Regions from separate parts of the Mus musculus genome. Here region 2 is linked to region 1. The links are chromatin contacts, called in public Micro-C maps. All regions are on one chromosome and are shown on one strand. The core of a region is the stretch at or near the end of the contact, and the rest is flanking DNA. Distances in the headings are between cores, read along the strand shown.

What was found. Hi-C and Micro-C count contacts between places; a contact is called where the count stands out from the background.
Region 2: a Micro-C map of embryonic stem cells shows a contact between it and region 1, with 2.8 times the contacts expected there. The contact joins the promoter of Cul1 here to the enhancer-like site in region 1. A contact is called at or near these places in 1 of 39 promoter capture datasets (hippocampal neurons), 10 of 484 Hi-C or Micro-C datasets (the G1E-ER4 cell line, LSK cells, Sertoli cells and 3 more) and 11 of 115 datasets of contacts at active chromatin or transcription factors (astrocytes, cardiomyocytes, differentiating embryonic stem cells and 7 more).

Annotation. Positions count from the first base shown.
Region 1 is chr6:47,189,114-47,194,274 of GRCm38.p6, reverse strand. It overlaps Cntnap2 (contactin associated protein-like 2), which reads right to left. Exons shown (of 24, transcript NM_001004357.2): 21 at 1,196-1,289. Gm35280 (a long non-coding RNA gene) reads left to right here. Exons shown (of 8, transcript XR_001785456.2): 8 at 1,631-2,891. Among named protein-coding and RNA genes, the nearest start is that of Gm35565, 36 kb to the left of the region's middle. Within about 2 kb of position 3,759, at least 14 of the 459 cell types and tissues checked have an H3K27ac peak or open chromatin away from gene starts, as enhancers often do. A contact at or near this core is called in the G1E-ER4 cell line, differentiating embryonic stem cells and embryonic stem cells, where this site is marked.
Region 2 is chr6:47,450,733-47,455,995 of GRCm38.p6, reverse strand. It overlaps Cul1 (cullin 1), which reads right to left and starts at 1,677. Exons shown (of 22, transcript NM_012042.4): 1 at 1,513-1,677.

The sequences.
Region 1 (5,161 bases), core at 2,510-5,009:
AAACTTGTGACTTCACAAGTTGGCCTCTTGATCAATGGACAAAGTAGCCTGGTGAAATAACATTAACAGTGCCCTTTGGACTGAGTGACCGCTCTCCCAGCCTATAAGATACCACTGTGAACTGAAGTCCAGAAAAAAAGCCATAACGATGTCAAATATTTTAAATGCCAATTGACTGATGAGAACTTTGTGACTTGAAACAGTTGGACTGCTGTAGACCCAGAACCGAGTTATCTGGGCTATTATCTCTAGTCCTCTTAATAATTATTCATTGTTCACCTAACATATTTTCACTTAGGTGGAAGGTTGGAATACATTAGCAGACAGTACTGTCTTCCAACAACCCCAAATCTCGGAATATCATCAGATAAAACCAATAGCAGACATCCCCTGCCTTGATGTTACCATCGATGTTACCATCGATGCTTGATGTCTCACCAGTGTGTTTTGATTTATGGCATGTCCTGTGGTTATGAAGGTTTATTTAATGATATCTACATTGGAACATGTTATTTGGGGCAATCTGAACCATGGTCTCTGACTATGGTCACTCCTATGGCTCTCAAGACAAGTGATCTCTTATCCCTTTAAGATGTGAGCTGTGCTTCCTGCTGACACTGACGTCTACTCAGGACATGTTGGCTTCATGTGAAACACTAAAAATATTCATGGGCACCCGCCTTTTATTCTGGGTGACTATTTCTTACATGAGAGGGAAAGACAAGGGTAGTTATAAATTCAGCCCTCTACCTGATGACCTTCTAATCTGCAAATGACATTGGATGAGTTTCTTGGGAGTGACTCACAGGCATAGGCATAGGCAGAGGCCTTTCATAAACCAAAGAACAAATTTTACATTTTACATTTCACTGGCTTTTCTTTATACTATATACCATGTAATGCTAGTTCCATTTCAGGCACTGCCTGAGATACCCTCTGTCCTAGTCAAAATTCCCATCAAAGCTGTGATTAGCAGCCTCAATGTATCGCATGAGCAATACCCCAAAGAGGATCTTATAATACTCCTGTGAGACACCGTCAACAACCACATAGGTTTCCTTGTACAAAGATGCTCAGGGTTGACCTTACTGAGAGAGAGCTATAGTTTAAGAATGCAAATTCACACTACCTGGTGTGACTTGTGTCAGGGGCATTCATAGCTCTTGCACTCACACCTGAAGAACCAAAGGCTTACCTATAACTTTTCCAAGGAAGAGCGACTTGGGAGAATTGAAGAGCGTATCAGAGGAGCTGGGTAGATGGTAACCCACAGCAGGATAATGGTCGAGCTGTAGGAAGAGCACGAGACACAGTATTAGCATGTCACCATCCCAGGAGTGATGAGGTCCCTCTTTGAACCCTGGTTTCTGGAAACTACATCAACAGCACAGGATTTAAAGTCCACCCTGAGGAAAAGGAAGGCCGTCTCTGCCTTTGAAAACAGTTTGATGAGTGCAGACCCTTCCCGAGCTGAGTGATTTGCTGGCTGGATTAGGGTCCACACTCATTTCCATAGAGTAAAACCTGCCTGATTGGATCTCCAGTGCTGTCCTCTGAGCTAGACAGTGCTGTCTATGTAATTATGGTTTTAAAGGGATTCTCTCACTGAACGGATGCTGTCTGCTTACAGAGGAATGCTGACCCTCGGATGCTCTCCACCCCCACCGCATGCTGCAGCTCAATATGGCCGACTTGCGTTTCACAAGGAAATGAATTTTTCTGCTATAATTAGCATCTCTAGAGGCTGAGAGTCGGAGTGGGGATCGCAGTGGTTAATGGCACATGTCCTCTGGCAGAATTTGTTCTTCCCAAGTGGAAGAGAGGAAAGTCCTCAAAAGTGACTTGGAACAATGCATGTTTCTGGCCACATTTCCCAGGTACACGTGCAAACAGTGGTGTCACAGCTTCATAGACCATGATGAATCCCTGTGTGCCCACATGACATCTTCTTCTGTCCTATCTTTTAAAGACAATTATGGTCTCCTTGTGCTTCCTCAGCTGTAAGCTCTTAGAACTTTCTAGGGTTCTGTGACTCTCTCTCTCTCTCTCTCTCTCTCTCTCTAACTCTTCTCTGATACATTACATCCTGCTTCCCTTCAGAAAACAGCAGGCCTTTCAGAGATATCAATGGAACACGGCACAACAAGTTACGATAAGGTTAGACACAAACCCTCTTATCAAGGCTGGACAGGCAACCCAGTAGGAGGGATGGAGAGAAAATACGGAAAGAGATTCTGGAATTGTGTGTGCGTGCGTGCGTGCGTGCGTGCGTGCGTGTGAATGTGTAAAATAAGTGCAGAGAAACTCCCTGGAATCTACCAAGTATGACCCCAGAGACGACTCCTAGTAATGAGGGATACTGAGCCTGACACACTCTTTTTTTGGAAGAACCTTCCATTCCAGCTCAGGGTCGTGGGACAGGGGGGTCATATGTCAGGTTCAGCCTCCCCGAGCGCATGGGAACCTCGGACTTGTCTGAAGAGTGCACTGCACTGGAAACTGGTACGCTCCATTCACAATTGGGCACCACGGACATTCCTTATTACTGTTTGTCTGGAACCTTCCCTGTAACTTAGATTATGGAACAGTCAGGGATAAGTGTTAAAGAGTCTACATATTTCCGGAAATTTTGAGAATCTGACCTTTAGGGAAATGGCACTGTTAATTTTTTTTGTACATTGAAAAAGTGTACTAAAATATATCACTAACAAACACTCTATTCAGAGAAACTTTTGCCCGTTTTAAGCTAGAAATGCCTTGGGATCGAGCTACTTAATTTCTGCAGCTAAGTTTCAGCGGGCAGTTTTGGCGCCCTCTGATGGCATACATGGGTAACTGCAACACTTCCTTGTTAAACCCATTAACTGCTTCATTTTTTTAAAGCCAGGATTAAAAAAAAAATTAAAAATTCTCTTAATTTAATATACACAGAGTGGATTTCACTCAATTTTTCTTATAACATATTTTTCTAATGCTTTAAAAATGGATAAAACAATACATATCCATCACAGGAAAATAATAATGTAAACATTCTATAAAAATAGCATATGGTGATAATGATAATTATATTTTTTCATTTATTCAGAAATGAGTAGAAACCAACTAATAGTATTTTATTTTATGTGTATGGGTGTTTTGCCTGCATGCATGTCTGTGTGCCATGTGCATTTAGTGCCCACAGAGGTGGGAAGAGGGCATCAGATACACTAGGGATGAAGTCAGAGGATTGTGAGCTGTCATGTGGGTCCTGGGAATTGAACCTGGGTCCTCTGAAAAACCAGCCAGTGCTCTTGGTCACTGAGCCATCTCTCCAGTCCTGCCCTGCCTTCCTTTAACTTCACAGTGTATTGTAAAACTTTTTCTCTGTCTATAATAAATTTATAATTGAATCACTTGTCAGTTTCTGGATAATTATCATTCAGTTTTTGGATATATAACACAACATACCAATGTTTATATGCATGCTCTATAGAGCAAGTAAGTCCAGCCTTTAAAAATATCAAATTTTAGTGTTTAGGGTCTGGGGAGATGGTTCAATAAGACATTTACCACACAAGCATGAGGGTTTTCAGTGGCATGTAAAAGCCAGGCGTTTAATGCCTGTCTGTAACCCTAGCACCAGTGACAGAGATAGGAAGATCCGATCCCTGAAGGTCTCTGACCAGCCAGTCTAGTCAACCAGGCAGCTCCAGGTTCAGGAAGAGACCTAGTGTGGACGGGCCTGCTGCTGGTCTTGTGAGCCAATCACCTAACGAATAAAGCCAATCACTGGGCGAGTAGGTGGGACTTCTGGGTTGGAGAGAGGCAGAGAGGAAGCAGGAGCGAGTTAGGGCCCTTTTGGAACCGGACAGCGGAGGGGTAAGATGTAGCTGCTAGAGTTTCCCTGTGTCATGGCAGAATCAGTTTTTAATAAGGCTTACAAGATTAGGTTTTAGTGGTTGCACCCAGAGATTGAGTTACCATAGTTTCTGAGCTAAGTTTGTGTTGTGTTTTCCTTTAGGCAGCGGCTCAGCTGGATTCAAGAGAGAGAGGTACAGCGGCAAAGCATGGGTTTGCCAGATGTGCACCACAAAGGCTGTGGAGGGGTTTGAAGCATGAGGTTGGCATGATAGCGACCTGACAGTGGGAACCTAGCAAGCTGAATGGAGACGTTTCAGGAGCTCCAGGCCAGAGAGACTCCACGAGATGAAATAGGTCGGCCTTTTACCGCCAGTGCATGGCCAGCCAGGCACAACCGCGGGAGCGAGCCGGCTCTATTTTTTAGATACTTCCTTCAATAGAGACCCTGCCTTAAAAAAAAAAAAAAAAAGGATGGCGAGTGATGGAGGAACCTATGTCAATTTTTGGTGTTTGGCCTCCACACAGAGAAAGAGAACAAAATATGTGCACAAAGGGTCTATACCATTCCCAGAACCTGATAGGTGCTCAGAACAATCATGTTGACGTTTGGCAGTGATCCTCTCAAAGTCATGGTCGTGGAAGTGAAGTTAGTACTAAGATACCTTCTGAATGCACACCATGGAACCCCCTCTTCTTCTCAGCTGTTTCTAAGGGTTCAGCCTAGATGGACTTGGCTTTCATGAGAGTCATTTTATAGTACTTGTACTGAGCTCAAGGCTAAACAAAACCCTGCATTTATCATCAATATCTATGAAGCCAGTAGCTTGGATAAAGGTGCTAAGATTCACATTTTTTTAAAAATGAAATTTTATTCCCTCTGCTTTGAAACAATAATGGTTTCCTCAAAAGTTGATTTAATCAACTAATGGTGACCTAGCTAGGCAGTGGTTCTCAGCCTCTGGGTCATGACCTCTTTGGAGTGGCTTATCAGATATTCTGTATACCAGATATGTACCTTATGATTCATAACAGTAGTAGGATTACAGTTAGGAAGTAGCAACAAGAAAACTTAGTGGTCAGGGGTCACCACAAGATAAGGAGCTGCATTAAAGTGTTGCAAAATTAGGAAGGTTGAGAACTACATAACTAAAGTATACTACAACTATATCTAGTTTTAATTCATTAATAAAGCAATAATTAAAAAAAAATAGCCAGGCATGGTGGCTTATACCTGGAGTCCTAGAATCTGAAGCAGAGGATTGCTGTGAGTTTGAGATCAGCTTAGGATACATGGTGAGTTCAAGACCAGCCTGGATTACAG
Region 2 (5,263 bases), core at 428-2,927, 260 kb before region 1:
ACCATAAGACTCAGGAAAGATGTATCTTACAAACACCCTAGCCTATCTAAAATTGGTTGTCTTTTGGGCAAAACAGTTTTTTAAAGATGATGCCAACAGGGAGGAAAGAGAAAGGTTAGCATTTTTAGAAAGCACTTTGGTCTTTTCTCCCAGGCTTAAGGCTTAGTAAATGCTCCCCAAAACCTCCAAAAATGGGCAGAATAGAAGATAAAACAAGCCAGTGTTGTGTTGCATACTCAGAATTTAAAATGAGCTATAACTGTTTCAACTTACTATGGGAAGCAACAAATACAAGTTTTAAGTAAAAAGAGAAATCTTAAAGCCTTCTCAAACAAAGAAAGACCTCATATCCTTATTTTCCTCAACTACACTGGCTTCTTCAGAGTGTTAGGTTTAGGTCCTAAAAATTGAAGTAAAAGGAGCTTAGTTCCTCTTTTGTCACCCCAGTGCCTTTCTAAAACAGTAATCATTTATTCCATTCTTAGCTTTTGGCTGTTTTAATGCTACTCCAGCAAAGAGCAAGTACACACAGGGCAACTAAAAGCACTTGAACAACTTGACTGCATTTCGGCATGCGTGCCCGTCCCACAAACCCCCAACGACTGTGAACTAACCACAAGTATCAACAGTGACCTCTCAGAAAAGGGGAATCCTCCTTTTTTGGCATACCTAGCTCCCTTAACTTTGGGGCTTAGGCTCAAGGAATGAGAGTGCAAGTGTTCCTTGCTTTCTTAGTTATCTCCTGAGTAACAACACAGTGCACAGGTGACAGAAAGAGGGGGTTCTCAGGGCCACGCGGGATTTAAGAATAGAGGCCCGCAGAGTCTACAGCCCCCGACTCAGTCCTCCTGGCCCGGTGCCGGGTTACCTTTGGGGTCAGAGCGCGCGCTCCCGCCGGGACCGGGGACGCGCCGAGGCCGCCGCACAGGGAGGGCCCAGTTCGACTGAGGAGAGCTGGCGGACGCCCGGGGGCTCCGTTCCTTTGGAAAAGCACACCGCATCCCGGCGCGCCTTGCTCGGCCACGCTCCCAGAGAGAACGGAGCCCGGCACCACTGTTACCCAATAATCATGCCCCGCACCGTCGCAACAATGAGTGCCCCCGGATCCCCGAGAGCACGAGTCCCCCGGCCCTGAGCCACCCCGGCCAAGCGGAACCCCCAGGGCCGAGGGGAAGGGAGGGGTGGCGCGTGAGGCGCCGAGGTCGGCGCCACAGGCCGCGGTGAGTCCGGCTTTTTCCCAGTGCGTAGCCAGGGCCTGGCCCTGCGAGTCCCGGCCCAGGCCGAGCCTGGCCGGCCGGGTGACTCAGGCCGGGCCTGGCCGCTCCGCTCCGCCCTCGGCGTCCTACGCCCACGACTTCTCCGGCCCGGCCGCCATTCCGCCTAGCCGCGGCGCGGCGCCTCAGGCCTCGCCGGCAGCCCGGGCTCGGACGCCGCGGCCCGAGTCACTGCGACGCCGCGGCTCCGCCGTGGCCTGCGCTGCCTCCCGCCACCGCGGCCCGAGCCGCTACTCACCCGCATCTCCGGGCGCCCCCCGACGCTCGGGCGACGGCGTGTAGTGCTCGCGGGGCCCGCCGAGGTCTGGCCGCGTCCCTCAGCGCCCGGGCTGCCCCGCCTGGAGCTGCGTGCGACACGGCGCCCGCTCCTCCTCCTCCTCCCCTGCCCGCCTGCCGGCCCTCCTCCTCCCGCCGCCGCCGCCGCCGCCTGCACCACGCAACCTCCGCCCTCTCGCCGTCCCTCCGCCGCTCCCCGCCCTCCCGGCTTCACCGGCTCTGGCGACCGCGGGGCGAAGCCGTGGGGGAGGGAGGGCCGGAACGCACCGCCATCGGCGTCCGGGGCGGGGGAGCCAAGAAACCGTCGCCGCCATCGCCGGGCCTGCGGCGGCGCGGGAGGGGCACGGAAACGGCCCCCCCAGAGGCCCTGGTCACCCGCTTCGTGGCCAGGACCCGCTTCGCGCGGGCATTTCTACCTGCGAGCCATGGCCTCTGCTTCCCAAACGCCGAGCCGGGTCCTGCCGGACGAGCGGAATCCTCCGCCAGGTTTTCCCGCCGCCCTCGCGTCGGGGCGGCCTCTCGAGTGCCGGCTTCCCGCCACTTCGGACTTCTCGTGGAGACCGAGCCGAGGCTGGGGGCTCTGACCTCTGAAGACACTTCCGGAAGCGGCTGTGGGAGAGGGGCTTTGAGCTCCCCTGCCCCTCCCCTCCATGCACCTCCCGGGAGCTGACATGGGTCCCAACTGCACTGATCCTGGCTGGTGTCTCCTGTCCTGGAGTTGAACCAGAGGCAGTATCCCCAACCGTGAGATGAGAAAGTCAAATGGGCAGGCGGACTCAAGAGAAAAGTGCTACTGCTTCACCGACCCCCCTTTCTACCTGCAGGCCTTGGAGATCCTCCTGCGGAAACCTCCAGCTTGCCCACATACCCACGTGGATGTGTGTCTCCCTCTTTAATACTTTTCAGCAGTGGCCTCCCTTCCTTCTTGAGAGCCTTTTTTCACTTTCACTGTATATGGTTTAGTTAGGGAGAGTTGGGAGTTGCGATTCCAACCTGGGATGGCATGAAGTAGTATTCTTACATCTAGAATAATCTCACCCATTGGAAATCAGCTGCTGTCATCTTGTGCTTTGTAATATTCAATTGTAAATTTGGCAACACCCCTAGCCACAGGTGAGAGGCTGGAGAAAGAATGGATTTACCCCATACCTTGTTAGAGGCAGCTGTTTTAATATCCTAGCTTAGATCTGCCATTTAATTCTGTGAACTAGCAAGGGAAGATTTTCAGTTAGCTCATCATCTGGGCCAAAGATGTATTTGATGTAACTTCTGTAACTTTTCACCAAACTAGAACACCACAGAGATTCTTTCTAATGCACCATTTCGGGGCAGAAATCCTCAGCAGACCTGACAGGTCTCAAATCCACAACTTGAGTAACCCGTGCTTCCTCTCAAAAGAAAGTCCCACTGGTGTGTAGTCCAGCAGTTCTCATTCTGTGGATGGACACCCGTTGGACAAACTTCTATCTCCAAACACATTTACATTACGATTCATAGCAGCAAAATTACAGTTATGAAATAGCAACAAAAACCATTTTCTGATTGGGGGTCACCTGGTGAACTGTATTAAAGAGTCACAGCATTAGGAAGTTAAGAACTGCTGGTTTAGTGTCTTCTATCGAACTGTAGCTTTTTGTCAACATCTATTAAGTATTTTTTAGAAGTGTTGTTTCTGCATGTGTATACCAAATTATATTATCTTTACGTTTGTCTGGGGAAAAGGTTTTTAATTTGTTTTATGTCAAACACCTCAATAACTCATTCAAAAGAAACATGTTTTTAGTAACTTTTCTGTAGACATATGGTAAGGGTGGAGATAAATGTAAGGCTTGTTCCTTGTATATTTTGGCTTTCATTTTAAACTGGATTCCCATGTATTCATAGAAAACAGTTTACTTCCTCTCTATATTTCCTAATCTGTTGTCTTCAGTCTCACCAGTCTATATGGTCTCCTTTCCTGTGATTTTTCACCTCTGGATATGAGTTTGTATGTCAACTTGAGGGTTTTCTCCAACCCATTTTGCCTTAATACAAGTATTTAATCTATCTGAATCCACTCCCTGATTCGCCCTGCCTCCATTCCTTGTTTTAAAGTATCTTATTTACTGTCAATACTATCATTTTCATTGATTTGTTCATTCACCTGTGTCCACTTTGCAACCAGGTGGCATCTGTTCTGAGCAGATAACCCTACCTAACAGGATAAAAAGATATAATAGTAACTTTCATGCTCAAAACACTCTTCATCTTCTCTGTCTCAGCAAAATGGATATCTCTTTGGATGAGCCAGTTTGGAAAGAGAGTGACACCAGAATCAAAGCTCAAAACTGTCCCAAAGGTCTTTATCAGGACAAAGTCAATGGGATTAAAATCTCTTTGTAAATTAGAAACAATAATGAACTGGAAAAAACGCAAGTTTTAGATTAGCTATTTTTAAAATAGCTATTTTTAAAATACCTCATTGCTAGCTTCCCATGTGTGCCTTCAGGTATGGGTTGGGGTGCAGGATTTTTTCTTAAGTTTGCCAGTTTTTTTTTTTTTCCAGTATTTTGCTGGAAGAACATTGAAGCCTGCTCACAGCATGTTTACTACTCAGATTGAAGAGTACTGAGTCACTTGAACAACCATAGGAACTATTATTTCTAAGACTTGGGTAAGAAACTAGTCTGTGGAAAGTAAATGGGTTTCACAGGTTTGTGAATTACCCAGAGACATAATTGCAAACTTCAGATCTAAGACCCAAACTTGGAAGGAAAAGAGCAAAACCAGAAGCTGACACTACCAGAGTTTATATTTGTGTGAACCATTTTTAACTGGGTAGGCTTGAGCAAGTTATTAAACTTCTCAGTGTTTCATCATCCTCTGATATGGAGGTGATAATAGCTCAAGGAATGTTAGCTAAACATTGATATTTCTGATGATAATAAAGACCCAGAACCTGAATTTGGGAACCACTCCATGTTCCTTCTGTCCAAGTTTTTAAAGTTATAATCCTACAATGTTTACTATGCTTTATATGTTCTAATGAACTTAATTTGTTTTTAGGCTGTGTAATTTTTAATTTTTTTCTTTTTTTTTTTTTGATTTTTCGAGACAGGGTTTCTCTGTACAGCCCTGGCTGTCCTGGAACTCACTTTGTAGACAAGGATGGCCTCGAACTCAGAAATCCACCTGCCTCTGCCTCCCGAGTGCTGGGATTAAAGGCGTGAGCCACCACACCTGGCAATTTTTAATTTTTTATGGGTATGTGTTGAGAGACTCTCTTGTGCACTGTATAAAAGCAAAACCTGCAATTGCATGTATAAGTGTGTTGCCTTCACATATATGTATTATCTGTGCATGCGTACCTGGTACTGAGAAGACCAGAAGAGAGTGTTCAAGCCCCTGGATCTGGAGTTACAGACACTTATGAGTTACCATTTGTGTGCTGGGAATAGGACTCATGTCCTCTGCAAAAAGCTCTTAATTCACTGAGCCATCTCCCTAGCCTTCAACGTAATTGTTATAAAAGGATTAGGCTGGGCATAATGACAAATGCTCTTAATCTCAGGAGGCAGAGAAGGTATATCTTTGTGAATTTAAGGCCAGCCTATATCACAAAACTGACCAGGGGTCGGTCAGTCAAGTAAATGAGATTTTTTAAAATATATATTTATTTTTAATTGTGTATACAATTTTGAAGACATTTTTGATTACTTATGTATGTATTTGGG